2 separate regions of the Pan troglodytes genome follow, and region 2 is linked to region 1. A link is a contact called in public Hi-C data. All regions are on one chromosome and are shown on one strand. The core of a region is the stretch at or near the end of the contact, and the rest is flanking DNA. Distances in the headings are between cores, read along the strand shown. Region 1 holds the start of ARFIP1 (ADP ribosylation factor interacting protein 1). Region 2 has its middle 27 kb from the start of TRIM2.

The links. A called contact is a pair of places that touch in the nucleus more often than the background predicts.
Region 2: a Hi-C map of stem cell-derived neural progenitor cells shows a contact between it and region 1, with 4 times the contacts expected there. The contact joins the enhancer-like site here to the promoter of ARFIP1 in region 1. A contact is called at or near these places in 1 of 7 Hi-C or Micro-C datasets (stem cell-derived neural progenitor cells) and 1 of 1 datasets of contacts at active chromatin or transcription factors (stem cell-derived excitatory neurons).

What each region holds. Positions count from the first base shown.
Region 1 is chr3:154,556,341-154,564,025 of NHGRI_mPanTro3-v2.0_pri, reverse strand. It overlaps ARFIP1 (ADP ribosylation factor interacting protein 1), which reads right to left and starts at 4,534. Exons shown (of 8, transcript XM_009448419.4): 1 at 4,227-4,534. It overlaps TIGD4 (tigger transposable element derived 4), which reads left to right and starts at 4,554. Exons shown (of 2, transcript NM_001243890.4): 1 at 4,554-4,835.
Region 2 is chr3:154,902,393-154,910,077 of NHGRI_mPanTro3-v2.0_pri, reverse strand. No RefSeq gene overlaps it. Among named protein-coding and RNA genes, the nearest start is that of TRIM2, 27 kb to the left of the region's middle. Within about 2 kb of position 2,842, at least 9 of the 24 cell types and tissues checked have an H3K27ac peak or open chromatin away from gene starts, as enhancers often do. A contact at or near this core is called in stem cell-derived neural progenitor cells, where this site is marked.

The DNA of each region.
Region 1 (7,685 bases), core at 3,285-5,784:
AAAGCTAGTAAAGATCAAGGAAAACAAAATTATTTTCAGGCCAATAGTCTTTTTCATACATCCAGAAGTAGTGCTACATATCTGACTTTTAGATTGTCATGGTCCTAAGTCATCAACTTCCATATTAAGTGGAACAACTCACTTTCCATTCTGTACAAATATTTTAGTTTTTCATCCATAACCATATTAAAGTTTCCTGTTTAATTTACTCCTTCTTCCATTCTGAATTTATTCTTTCCATCCCAAATGTATTATTCTAAAATTTATTTATACTTCTAGACTCTTACAATGCCCAGTTTATTACTTATAATCTTCATTTTCACATTTTCCCCTCCTCATATACACACACACCATCTGCTTATTATTTGAATCTTCATTTCAAGAATTTATAATACTTACAATTCTTTATTTCAAGTAGGTGTGTGTGTTCTAACACACACACACACACACACACACACACCAGAGACTTATATCCATCCCCATAGGAAACCCCTACCAACTGCCTCCTCCAAATTCACTTCTTTTTGTCAAACTTCTCAGTATGATATTCAACCAGATGTTCATCCACTGAAGATTAAGAAAGGAAACAACCTTTTCTCAACACCTGATAGAAAATCAGGTGATATATCTCCAACTCATTTCAAAAAGGACATAATGGACGCATGGTAGAAGTTGTCTACAGTAGTAGTCTAGAGTCAGACAACGTAGGTGGAGCCATGCACTGGCTCCACCAGTGCAATTCTGAGCAGACTACTTTAGCTTCAGTTAATCATTCAGCTTTATTTTCTTTACCTATAGAAATGAGGACTTTAGCCACTTTATAAGGTTATCATTTGAGATAATAATGTAAAGCACTTAGCTTAACGCACATGGTAAGCAAATAAATGTAACTGTTACAGTGTTAGATATAAACTATCCTCCGAATTTGTCATTACCTTAAAAGGAAACTAATTTAGCATAAGCTAGTCTGTTGTTGATGTTGTTTTTGAGATGGAGTCTCACTCTGTTGGCCAGGCTGGAGTGAAGTGGTGGGATCTTGGCTTACTGCAGCCTCCGCCTCCTGGGTTCAAGCGATTCTCCTGCCTCAGCCCCTCCCAAGTAGCTGGGACTACAGGCATGCAACACACACCCGGCTAATTTTTTTATTTTTAGGAGAGATGGGGTTTCACCATGTTGGCCAGGCTGGTTTTGAACTCCTGACATTAAGTGATCCACCCGCCACAGCCTCCCAAAGTGTTGGGATTACAGGTGTGAGGCACCGTGCCCAGCCTAGCATATGCTATTCTCTATAAACTTATGTTGACTGCTCCCCCAAGTGAGGTTGCTAGACAGAGGAAAACTTATTTTGTGAGCAGAAGAAACTGGATACTCATGATAGACTATCATGAGCTGTATAGGTGTCTTCAAGTTAACATTCTAAAAAAAAGTATCAGACCTTTAGAACTGCAACCCTCAATCAACAAATAATTCACAACCGAATCAGTAAGTTCAAATATGTACTCTAAAACTTACATTAAGCTTGGAAGGATACTAACATATTCACAAGAGAGAAACAATCATTAAAATATCTCATACAGAATGGAGGGAAAGGGGATGTCAAGACAAGCAACAACATTCCAAAGGACCACACCACTGAAACATCTTGTTTGTTCTTCCTAGCAAAGCCAAATCAAATCCTAAGGTACATGCCTCAAGCAAAAAAAATTAAGAAAATGAAAGCAAAATACAACTAGAATTTAAATTTTTTACTCTGAACTGTGCCTAGTTGGTTGGTGATATTTAATACATATCAAAGATAGGCGCATCAGTTTGTAAATCCACTGGATCTCCAGAGCATGGACCACAAACAGCTATCCCTAAAAAGAAACCTCAAAACCACAAATCAGGAAATAAAGTGGGCAGCCTCATTTCCTTCTGTAAGTCTAGGAAGGAATTTAGAAACACTAATGTTTTAAAGGAGAGATTTCAATATCAAACTAGAAGAATCCCTGCATTCTCCTTTCCTTGGTCCCAAAGCAAACAATTTACAGTTTGGGAAAACACACACACACACACACACACACACACACCCCTACCTGTTTTCACTAACTTCAACAAGACACTGCCTAAGTAGTGGTTTTAATCTATCAAGAGGCTATATATCTCCTTTGCACAGTTTGGGAAAGCACACACACACACACACACACACACCTGTTTTCACTAACTTCAACAAGATACTGCCTAAGTGGAAAACACACACACACACATACACACACAAAACCTGTTTTCACTAACTTCAACAAGACACTGCCTAAGTGGTGGTTTTAATCTATCAAGAGGCTGTATATCTCCTTTGAGAATTTGATAAAAACAATGGACACTTTCCCCAGGAGGGAAAAAAATTCACTCAAACAAAACTGCATATAATTTCAGGGGTGGGAATGAGGAAGACCCCTGAAAGTTGTTGACCCTTAGGCCATGAACCCCAAGTCATCATCCAGGATTAAGGCAAATCATAATCCAAGGAAAACCAGTTTATCAATTTGGAAAGAAACTAAAGTAACTGAGGCAGGGATTTAATCCACAAAATACATTAGAAATCTTTTCTCTTTTCTCAGATAAAAGTGTGTTAGACTTGGTAGTCGGGAGAAGACGTGGGTCATGCTAAGCAAGGAAAACAAAACAAAAAACACCACAGGACAAACGAAAGAAAAGCAGAATTAAGACAGCAGTAAAATATAGTAATCTGTAGCCGCTCTGAGAGAACAGCAATGAAATGGCCAATTCGGCCGGGCGCGGTGGCTCACGCCTGTAATCCCAACACTTTGGGAAGCCGAGGAGGGAGGATCATTTGAGGTCAGGAGTTTGAGACCAGCCTGGCCAACACGGTGAAACCCCGTCTCTACTAAAAATACAAAAATTAGCTAGGCGGTAGTGGCGCCTACCTGTAAACCCAGCTACTCGAAGGCTGAGACAGGAGAAAAGCTTGAGCCTGGGAGGTGGACGTTGCGGTGAGCCGAGATCGTGCCAATGCACTCCAGCCTGGGCGACAGAGTGAGACTCTGTCTCAAAAAAAAAAAAAAAAGAAAGAAAAAAGAAAAGGCCAATTCCTGAAGCCTTAACAGACGGCTGACTTAAGGTAACCATTTCTGGTGCACATTTCTATGCCAATTAAGTTCATTAAATGGCAAACATGAACACACCCTTACAGGTGAAAGTATGAAAGCAAAAGTTTATGCGAAGTTCTGGATCTCTTCCGGCTTTTCCTTATCAAATAATAATGTAGTTAGATGAATTTTATACTTTAGGAGAAAACAGGGTAGGGGCGGGGGACAGAAATCCTAAGAGTGGCCAAAGGATCTGCAGGAAGTATAAAGTGTAAACTTTTTGAAATCAAAGGGCTCAAGAGGAAGGTAAGAACAAAACAAAGGAAGTAATAACAAAATAAAGTAAAAGGGAAAAACGTCTAGCATTTAAAAACTGTTTTTAAAAAATTATTTCCTTTTCCTAGACACGCAAACAGTAGTAACTTGGCAAACAGGAACGGAGCAGAAGACAATCGAACAACTCCCTTTCCAAAACTCCAGCATTCCTTGAACGTCCTCAGACGCAGTCGGGCTTGGGACATTCACAGGCAAGACTCCTCCCTGCACCACTGCCAGATGAACCTCTCAGAGGGACTGTCACTATCTCCCTTCCTCCCACTGCGGGAGAGAGGAAGCTGGGGATGCAGGGAGAGGAGGGGAGAAATGAGGGTTGGACAGCAAGCCTGAAGGTGGCCCACTCCGACACTTTGTCAAGAAAGGTCCGGATTCTGGATCCTGCAACCCCTTTTCCCACCCAATGTATGCAAAGCCAAGAAAGTGCCTCCCTGCAAGGGCCGGTTCTACACCTTCACTCGACTGTTTCGGGGGCACACTCAGAGGGACAGAAGGAATGAAGGACAGAAGAAACCAAAGGCATAACACTTGGGCAGATACGGCACAGACTAAGGAGAGGCGTGCCCTGTGAAAGTTCGGAACGGTGAACCCGTAGGCAACGTGCCCGCCCCACCAGCCACCTCAAACCATCTTTCCCCCGCCTCTTCCCAGGCGAGCCAGCTCCGCCCTCACCTTTCTTAGAGTAACTCGGTAGCTTCTAAGTCGAGGCTTATCCTTTCCACCGCTCTCTGGAATCGCCTCAACCCTGGCAAAAAGTGAGCGGAAACGCGACCCGGACCTTTTCCTTCTTCCCCTTCCCCCACGCACCTCGGCTGCTCGGGGGCGGGGAGCAACTGCAGCTGTCACAAATTCACACTGACCAACCGCCGAGGACAGTCGGACCGGCGACCTCTCAACCCAGCCTCCAGAACCAGAACCAAAAGCAGCGAAGCCGGAAGTGAGGAGACCGGAAGTAGCGTTGTCCCTGGCCCTGGACGGCCTCTCTCTCCCTCAATCCGGCCTTGCCCGGCCACGTCTCGGTGGTGTCAGCGCACCTCCCACGAGGATCCCTCCGCCCTTCTCCGGGAGGCGGGCTACGCCCCTCCCTCTGCTGCCCTAGCAACCACATCCGGGACTCCGGCGGTGTCGTTGCCCGGGTAATTTTCTGGCAGCGCCGTAATGCGCGCGGAGCCAGAGGCACCGGCTAGAGCTGGGAGCTTGCGGAAGGGCGCCCCTGCCTGGTCTTGAGAGGTCGAAGGTCTCCAGGAGGCCTCCGCCTCCCTCTTTTTCATTCACACACCCTAGCCTCACACGTTGGGAGGACCCCCCAACAGACCGTGAGCTGGTGCCGGGAGGGTGGAGGTGGATGTACCTCACCTCCACGCTACCACAGAAGAGCGAAAGCTGCTTTCTCAGCCACCGGAGAGCACGAAGAAGGTTATTCCAGTCCCGCGGGGAAGGTGGGGGTGGTAGGGAGAAAGCGAAGATAAGGCAGCAGACGGAATGCGGGCGCTGCCCCCGTGCCTGGGGAGCCCTCTCCCTTCAGAAAGGCTAGACCCCCGGGCCCGGCATCCCTGAGCTCTTACTTGCTCTGGATCTGTGATCGCTTTTTGCTTTTTGCTCGCTCTCTCACAGTAGATTCCCTGATACTTTTCTTTCTGGCTCCTCTTTCTTTTTCCGGATGACCGAGCTCTGCTTTCTTTGCTTGCCCCATTACTTCTTAAATAGATCATTGTTCTGTTACGGAAACTGCTGAACAATTCGCTCTCTCAGAGCCCTTCGTAGTTTCCTAAACGGGGCCCCAACCTGCACTACTCTCCCCATCCCCAGAGCTCAGTGGTGCGAAAGCTAGATAGACCTGAAGTTCATTTACACACTGTACCATACAGTTGGTCCATCACAGAATATCCCTTCGAACTGCTGGACTGCTTTTCCTTTGACAGCTTTGAATGCTCATTTTTACTCCCATTTCGCTTGTAGAAATGCGAAGGGTAACTGTGCACACGGCGAGATTTACCCTTCTTTAGACCGTACTTCTCAGCTGCCTTTACTTGTCACAGTAGCTGACAAGACATTTTAAATGACTAATGCCCAAAGGCAGAGCTCTACCTCTACAGATTTCCAGGGAGTTTCAGTGTAGTGAAATTATCCCTGGCAGGTATCTTCCCCAGATCTGTGAATAGTAAATACCTATGGCACCATAAATGTTTCCAATGTATAACAATATTGATTGAGCTCTCTAGGATACCACCTCTTACAAAAATAGTACTGAAATTCCAAAACATAAATCTCTCATCTTAAGTGGTTCTGTCTTAAACAAAAGAAAGGAGCAAATATATATGCCAACCCACTCAAACTGTAACTTCAATTGTTATAGCTTACTGTGGATTTTTCTGTACAAAGCCATCTTGTTAGTTTGGAGACCGTTAGTCTTCTCAATTATAAGAAAATAATCCCAATCTAAATTAATTACTGCTGTAATTGTGTCGGAACTGAGCAACTACAGAACTTGCAGCTAAGTACAAGTGTTGTTCCTAGGGTTTCAGAAGGGTGACTTGGAGGAAGTGTACGGTAGGACTCAGCGGTGCTTGAATGATGTGGACAATGAATAATACTAAATTGTTTTTGCTGGCTGTTATCTTAAAGATTCCTGCTAGCTGTCTCTTGAGTTTGGAGATGCTTAGCTTGACTAAAGTTAGTCTAACTATTAGACTGTCAGACTCTGAAGTGTTTCTTATTTTGGAAAGGTGAAGACTTGCTTTAGTTTGTTCATAGTTTCTTTGGCAGCTGCTGATGGTTTTGATGGAGATTCAGATGGATTTGGAACTAATGCTAACTTCTGCTTGGTGAAGATGCTAACCAAGTTAGATACTCTTCAGTGAATTCTGGTACTGTGTATGATTAATCCTCATCCACAGTATTACGCTGTGCAAGGCTATATATACACAGTTTTAATCTTTCCATGATTTCCACTGCCCTGAAGGAAATTAGAATGTAGTCTGGCTCCAAGAAAACACTAGAAGCTACTTCAGCTGGTGATGGAAAATAGTGGAATTCTATACATCCTTTGAGACAATGGAAGCAGCAAACCAGCGTTCTTTGGATTGGGGAATATTTTTGGTACTAACTGAAAAACATCATTTTAAGCCTGGCCCTGCTTAGAGGAGACTTGTTTTCTCTTCCCTCTCTCCCTCTCTTCCTTTTTTCCCTCCCTTCCTCTTTTTCTTTCCTCCTTTCCTTCTTGTCTCCCTCCCTTCTCCTTCCTTCCTTCTTCCTCTTTTTCTTTCCTCCTTCCCTCCCTCCCTCCCTTCCTTCCTTCTTTTTTCCTTTCTCCCCTCCTTCCTTCCTTTTTTTCTTCCTTCCTTCCTCCCTCCCTCCCTTCTTTTCTTCCTTTCTTCCTTTGCCCTAAAACTTGGGGGACCCTGCCTGCTCATTTTGTTTAGAATAGAAGATTACTACTTTTCTCTGAATTGTCATTTATTTTTAGAGAGGTAAGAAAAAAGGGAATAGCTGCCTTCCATATATACTTATGACATGGAGATTATCTACTCATTTAACTTTGCACTGCTATTGGCTGTTTATTTGGCTTTTGAAAAATCAGGTGCTATTTATTCATGGGGCTTGTGGGGAACTCTAGTAGCCCTGAATGGCATTTGTGGCATACTCAATGAAGTCTAATTCTTTATCCTGGCATTAAAGGCTTACCAAGATCTGGCCTCAATCTTGCAAATGAGCACTCTCTTTCATATACCTGAAGGAAAAGTGCTAATTTAGCCAACTAATAGAGATAGGTATAAATACCAATATAGACATAGATATGAAACTTTAGTTGCAAAGAAATGTTTAATATGCTTCAAACTGCATATTTCCCTCTTCCATGCTTTATTGTCTATTCTTATCAGCAGAAATGTTTTCCTATTTTTCCTTACCTGTGATGTACCTATCCATCCTTTACAGTTGAGTTCAGATGCTACTTCTGTCATGAACCCATTATTTATCTTCCCTGTGAGAATTCATTTTTCCCTGTTTTTGGATCTTACAGCCTTTGATTTGAGCCCCCATTTCAGTCTGCTTTATACTACTGTTTTGCATGTTTTGCCATGATAAATAAGATGGTTTTGGGGAAACTGAACTTTGGACTTACTTGATTCTCTTATAACACCAGGAAATTGGCCAACTCTAGTTGAGTTATGGAAATATGTTGTCTGTTGCATACCAGGCAAGTTCAAGAATACCAGCAACTCCTGCTACTTAGGGTAATGGTACAAGTGGGATTAAGTGGATATA
Region 2 (7,685 bases), core at 1,593-4,092, 350 kb before region 1:
TAGTGGTGGTGGTGGTGGTGGTAGTGATAGTGATATGGTGGTGGTGGGGGTGGTGATGGTGGTAATGGTGATGGTGGTGGTGGTGATGGTGGTGATGGTAGTGATGGTGGTGGTGATGGTGTTGATGGTGGTGGTGGGGGTGGTGATGGTGGTGATGGTGATGGTGGTGGTGATGCTGGTGGTGGTGGTGGTGATGGTGGTGGTGGTGGGGGTGGTGATGGTGGTAATGGTGATGGTGGTGGTGGTGATGGTGGTGATGGTGGTGATGGTGGTGGTGATGGTGGTGATGGTGGTGGTGGTGGTGATGGTGGTGATGCTGGTGGTGGTGATGGTGGTGGTGGTGGTAGTGATATGGTGGTGATGGTGATGGTGGTGGTGGTGGTGATGGGGGTGGTGATGGTGTTAATGGTGATGGTGGTGGTGATGGTGGTAATGGTGGTGGTGGGGGTGGTGATGGTGGTGATGCTGGTGGTGGTGGGGGTGGTGATGGTGGTGGTGGTGATGGTGGTAGTGGTATGGTGGTGATGGTGATGGTGGTGGTGGTGGTGGTGGTGGTGATGGTAGTGGTGGTGGTGGTGGTAGTGATATGGTGGTGATGGTGATGGTGGTGGTGGTGGTGGTGGTAGTGATAGTGATATGGTGTTGATGGTGGTGGTGGGGGTGGTGATGGTGGTGATGGTGATGGTGGTGGTGATGGTGGTGGTATTGCTGGTGGTGGTGGTGATGCTGGTGGTGGTGGTGGTGGGGGTGGTGATGGTGGTAATGGTGATGGTGGTGGTGGTGGTGATGGTGGTGATGGTGGTGGTGATGGTGGTGATGGTGGTGGTGGTGATGGTGGTGATGGTGATGGTGACGGTGGTGGTGGTGGTGGTGATGGTGGTGGTGGTGGTGATGGTGGTAGTGGTATGGTGGTGATGGTGATGGTGGTGGTGGTGGTGATGGTGGTGATGGTAGTGGTGGTGGTGGTGGTAGTGATGTGGTGGTGATGGTGATGGTGGTGGTGGTGGTGGTGATGGTGGTGATGGTAGTGGTGGTGGTGGTGGTGGTAGTGATAGTGATATGGTGTTGATGGTGGTGGTGGGGGTGGTGATGGTGGTGATGGTGGTGGTGATGGTGGTGGTGATGCTGGTGGTTGTGGTGATGCTGGTGGTGGTGGTGGTGATGGTGGTGGGGGTGGTGATGGTGGTAATGGTGATGGTGGTGGTGGTGGTGATGGTGGTGATGGTGGTGATGGTGGTGGTGGTGGTGGTGATGGTGGTGATGGTGGTGATGGTGGTGGTGATGGTGGTGATGGTGGTGGTGGTGGTGGTGATGGTGGTGATGCTGGTGGTGGTGGTGGTGGTGATGGTGGTGGTGGTGGTGGTGATGGTGGTTGTGGTGATGGTGGTAGTGGTATGGTGGTGGTGATGGTGGTGGTGGTAGTGGTTATGGTGGAGGTAGTGGTATGTTGGTGGTGGTGGTAATGGTGGTGGTGATGCTGATGGTGGTGATGGCAGTGGTGACAGTAGTGGTGGTGGGGGTAATGGTGGCAGTTGTGGTGATGGTGGTAGTGGTGGTGGTGATGGTGGTGGCTAACATTTATTGAACATTTATTAAATGCAAGGCACTGTGCCCAGCACCTACCACAGGTTAGCTCATTTAATTCCCCCCACTATTATCCCCCTTTTTCATATAGTGAGACTGAGATTTACAAACTTTAAGTAATCTTCCCAAGGTCTTATGTTACTGAGTGATAGACCTGAAATTTGCTGATGATCCACAAACTGAACAGTCCCACAAGTGAGGTTAAGGGAATGGCAAGGCCATGGGGATTCTATTCCCCTCTTCTCGGCTGAGTGAAAAAAAAAAGTAAATACAGAGTATTATGCTCTGTAATCTTCAGTCTGGAGAGACTGAAATAAATGTTTCACTTTTGATAAACAGGACTTTAGGTGAGTAGAGAATATTGCTCTAAGCACTTTGTGATAAATTATTGATTTTATTTGGGATTTACATGGAATAATTGATCTTCATGTAGTGATTTTAAAGATCCAGTTATCTTTACTGAAAACAAATGTCCTACACACCTTTGCTATTTATCTTGTTTCTACTCTTTTAAAAGGAAGGCTTTGTTTGTTTGTTTTTTAGGGATAGGGTCTTGCTCTGTTGTCCAAGCTGGGGTGCAGGGGCGCGATCACAGTGCCCTGCAGCCTGAAACTCCCAGGCTCAAGGGACTCTCCCACTTCAGCCTCCTGAGTAGCTGGGACTAGAGAAATGGCTACCATGCCTGGCTAATTTTTGTATTTTTTGTACAGACAGGGTCTCTCTATGTTACCCAGGCTGGTCTGGAACTCTTGGGCTCAAGCGATCCTTCTGCCTCAGCCTCCCAAAGTGCTTGGATTACAGGTGAGAGCCATTGCGCCAGGCCAGGAAGCCGTTTAAATCATATAAATTCAAAAATAATTCAAATAGAGAAAGAAAATAAATCGTTAATTTTTAAAATGAAATTTTGGCTATAAAAGAAAGTCATACCTTTTTAAGAAACACGATTAAAAGAATAGATTCTCTGGTCTCTCCAAATCACACTGAAAATCCCAAAGCAAGCTGTTTAATCTTCTAACATAAAAGCAGGCCCTTTGAATGCAGGGAACATGTCATAATTTCTTTTGTGTTCTCTACCAAGAACATTCAAATTCAGGGCCCGCTTGATAACCAGACCAATGCTTTACAGAATTTGCAATTAGTGGATTGTCCAGAAGAGGGCGCGCGTTGCCCATGTTACTCAAAGGCGCCGCCAGACCCGGCCGAAGCTGAGTAGCTAAGAACAAAAGATGCACATTCCTCTCTGAGGACAGAACAAAAGGGTGGATTTTAAAAAGCAAAAGAAACGCAACATTTAACGCTGCCTCCCATAATCTCCACGAACACCCTACAACTCAGCCACAGCTGGTCACAGGCAGGCTGAATATTACATTGTAAAAAACAAACTGGAAAGCAGCTGTTTTTAAAACAGATATCGTTTGCTTGGTGTAATTCCATCCGGGTAATGCCTATTTATTCAACAGTCAATTCTGCCTGAGTTGTGTTTTCCCGTTACGAGATGCAGGTGGGCATCGCTGAATCCAAAACCAGTACATAGTAGAGACAAAAGTATAGATGCTCCATTTTGTAAGATCGTGGTGGGACACTGCATTCCCCCAAATAATGCCTCGTATTCTCACCCCTCACTTTGTTTGCTCTCATTACCAGTGAAAAACGCATCTCATCCACATGAATAGCTCCACTCAAATGATAATGCTTTTTTTTTTTCTGAGACAGAGCCCAGGCTGGAGTACAGTGGCGCAATCTCGGCTCACTGCAACCTCCGTCTCCCGGGTTCAGGCGATTCTCCTGCCTCAGCCTCGCGAGTAGCTGAGATTACAAGCGCGCACCACCACGCCCAGCTAAGTTTTCGTATTTTTACTAGAGATGGGGTTGCTCCATGTTGGCCAGGATGGTCTCGAACTCCTGACCTCAAGTGATCTGCCCACCTCAGCCTCCCAAAGTGCTGGGATTACAGGCGTGAGCCATGGCGCCCGGCCTGATAAAGCTTTTTAAAACTTAGTTATAGCCACTTTCATGGTCAGCTTTTAAGAAAGCAGTAAATATTCCTCAGCAAAGGCAAAGATAGCAATATCTCAGAGCAGGCAACTCAAAGCAAACACACAAAAGGAAAACCCAGCCCCCTTGTTTACTTACGGGTCTTCAAGCTCCTAATATTGACATGAGTTTCTGAGGTCTCCTGTGCATTTTCTTTTCTACAGCAAACAACAGGGCTTTTAACCTGTAAAGAGGTAGATCTGGCTGCCCCAGAAAGGTGGGTTAACTGTCCCCCAACAGACTAAAGGAGAGTGAACGGTGCTGAAGAGCAACAGGCAAGAAGTCTTAGGAAAATAAGCTCCTCTGCATGAGTTATAGTGAGGCATTAGCGAATTTGGGGCGAAGACCCAGAACAGGAAACAGCCATCAGATTTGCGTTTGAGAAGTATTCAGCTACAGCTTTTTCTTAGGGTCTGTTTGAAAGTATTACATTTAACTTCAGCATGCCTTTCCAAAAGGTATATTTAGAAGCAATTAGGTTAAAAGCTTTGAGCTCCTTGGAGTTCTATCTATACAGATATCTACTGGCCTAGGGGACCTTAAGGTATTGAATTAAATGAGTCTCCCCAGCCTTTTTGTTGAGACAGGGTCTAGCTCTGTCACCCAGGCTGGAGTGCAGTGATGCATGATCATGGTTTGCTGCAGCTTCGAATTTCTGGGCTCAAGTGATCCTCCTACTTCAGCCTCCCAAATAGCTGGGACTACAAATGTGAGACACCATGCCCAGCTAATTTTTAAATTTTTTGTAGATATGGGGGTTTTGCCATGTTGCTCAGACTGGTATAAAACTCCTGGGCTCCAGTGAACTTCCCACCTCGGCCTCCCAAAGCATTGGGATTATAAGTATGAGTCACCACTCCTGGCCAAGTCTCCTTTTAAGATGCAAGAGCCTCCATATATAAAGAAAGCAGCTAGACTTGGAGCACGCAAGCTTTAAGGCATTTGGAAAAGATCAGGTGCACCTCAGTATGAGGGCTACTTAGGAGTTGAGAGCTGTTGCTCTCAGCAGTCATTTTCCCTGTGGGGCAGATTGCTCAGGTAGGAGCCCTCTGAAGGTGTGAGACAGGACTCAGGTGTGAGACAGGACTCAGGTGTATCTCTGCCTGCCCACACCCAGGAGGGTCTCAACGAGCAGAATCAGGGGACAGGCAAATGAGAGAGCTCTCCCCAGCATGCCTTCCCCACACCTGCTGCCTGGCTCGCTGAGCTGTCTTGACTGCCTACTTTTGGCTTAGGAAACCAGGCTGAGGCCTAGGCAGCCTGCAGACCCTCTGCAGACCCTCTGCAGACCCAAGCCCTATTCAGCCCAAGCTCACCCTTCCCTCTGATCACATCTTCCCTTGGTGCCATTTTTAACTTCAACTCCAGTTACTTCCTGTTTGTTTTCAAGTGTGGGAGTTTTGATCCTGGGGCCTTAAGGATGGACCCTTAAGGGGGCTGAAATGCTCTAAAGTCATCTGCAAAATGTGTGGTTATAAATATGTTTCCTTTTTCCTGAGAGGTGACCCTTTGCTTTCACCAGATTCTCAAAGGAATTTACAGCCACCAAAAGGCCGTAGAAACCAATCCAGGGGGATTGTGAATGAACCGAGGTTGGAGACACTGCACTGTGTCAGCGTTAAGCCACAGCTGTCAAGTCGTGACAGGCAGAAGAGTCTAAGGAGCTCACTGGGCCAGGCACCATGGCTCACGCCTCTAATCCCAGCACTCTGGGAGGCTGAGGTGGGCAGATCACCTGAGGCCAGGAGTTCGAGACCAGCCTGGCCAGCATGGTAGAAACCCTGTCTCTACTAAACTACTAAAACTACAAAAATTAGTTGAGTGTGGTGGCGGGTGCCTGTAATCCCAGCTGCTTGGGAGGCTGAGGTGGGAGGATTGCTTGAGCCCAGGAGGTGGAGGCTGCAGTGAGTCAAGATCGCCTCACTGCACTCCAGCCTGGGTGACAGAGTAAGACTCCGTCTCAAGAAGAAGAAGGAAAAAAGAGCTTGCCAGATCCTTCCCTAGCATTTAGATGACATATAGGGACCTTGGAGATCACCTAATCCAAACCCTTTATTGTATAAATAAGGAAACTGAGTCTCAAAGTCACACAGGGCAGGTGTCAGGCCCAGCATCTGAATCTCCTCTCAACCCTGCTTCTTGTAAAATCACTCATGAGGGTCAAGTTCTTCTAGTTCTGATCCTGGAAATGGTGGGAAGATGTTGCAGGAGAGAGACGAGTTGCATATCTTCAGAGTTGTTGTAGAGTAGACTTTATAGAGTTCATATAAGCAGCATATCATTAGGAGTGTGGAGTCTGGAACCTGAGTTTGCATGTTGACTCTGCCTCTTACTACGTGACCTTAGGGAAGCCATCTCGCCCTATGCACCCAGTTTCCTTAGTGTAGAGAGGGAGTGAGAGTAGCAGGCACCCTGCAAGACTGCTGTGAGGATTACGTGTGTGCACTCACAGTCACTCAATACATACAGAGCTGAGAATAAGGTCTGACATATATTAAGCACTCATCCTTCTCCTCCTCAGCCTCATCTATTGGTATATTTCAACAAGCATTTATCAAGCACTTGCTGTATTCAAAGCATTGTGCCAAACACCAAGGATATAAAGATAAAAGATTCAGCTTAGTCCCTCCAGTCAGGAGCAGGCGGTGGGGAGCCACGGTTAATCAAAATATATTGTGACATGAGCTTCGAGAGTGGTCAGCCCCATGCCCTTGGTAACTGGAGAGGCACTGATTAACATCCAGTCTCTTAAATTTTCCCTGAGACTCAAAATGCAAACCTACACAGATAAAACATAGTATGCTCTCTGGACCTACCTACCAAGGCACTCTGGAGCGACTGGAGGGTATCTGATGTACCAGCACACAGACGTTAGTTATCTGGCAACCCCAAGGACAGGGCTGACAGGTATTGCCAAGTGACAGATTGGGATTGGAGATAAGAGGGAAGTTGGGGCTAAAGGTATGGGGCTGGGAAGTGGCTGCCTGAAGACTAAATACAGCAAAAGCAGCCAGGAGAGCCTGGGATCTAATTATGCCCAGAGTTTGTGGGCCCACAGGAGCAAAGACACAGAGAAGCAGAGATGGATTAAGACATGAGTTGCCTGGGCTCATTTACTCTATACTGGCTGTGTGTTCTGTGTCCCTTTTTGCAGGCATGAGGGTAGGGCCCCAAGCTGACCAACTCTAAGGGTTAAATGCAAAGCTCTCTGTATTAGTCAAGGGTCTCCAGAGAAATAGAACCAGTCAAATCCATACATAGATATATAAAGAGAGATTCATTTTAAGGAATTGGTGCATGCTGTTGTGGGGGCTGGCAAGCCTGAAATTTGTAGGGCAGGCCAGCAGACCAGAAGCTCAGACAGGACCTGATGTTGCAGTCCTGAGTCCAGAGGCTGGAAAGTCGGGCAGAATTTCCATGTTACCATATTAGGAACAATGCCTTCCTCATTAGGGGAGCCTGTCTTTAACATGTTCAATGTGTAATGGGTGAGACCGCTATGTCCATTACATCCACCTTATGGTATGGAGTGATGTGCTTTACTCAAAGTCTGCTGGTTTAAGTGTTAATCACATCTAAACACTACCTTCACAGCAACAGTGAGACTGGTGTTTGACCAAACAACTGGGCTGGCCTAGCCAAGTTGACACATAAAATTCACCATCTGACTCCATCATGGACCAAAGACTGTGACTCTGTAAGGGCACATTAAGTCAGGAGGGAAGGGAGAGGCTTTTACATTTAAATCCGTAGCATATCTGAACCTTTTCTTCCGAACTCTCGGTTCACCTGTCACCTCCCCTAGAAGGTGCCCTCTGATCACTGCTGTGAGTGACACGCCCCTCTTCTGTGAACCTGTCTGCCCACTGCCTGCCTCTGTGACCCTGTTAGTACTGTGTTGTAACGGTGTGCTCATTCTTCCAACTCTGTCTTTTATCCTTGCAATCCGGACCTAGCTTTCATTGTACCTACTGTGCACAGTTAGTACTTAGGATGTGTGTATTTGGTGATGAAATTTCTGCTTTTGGAATTCCACCTGAGCCTCTACGCCAATAAAAAAAGGAATT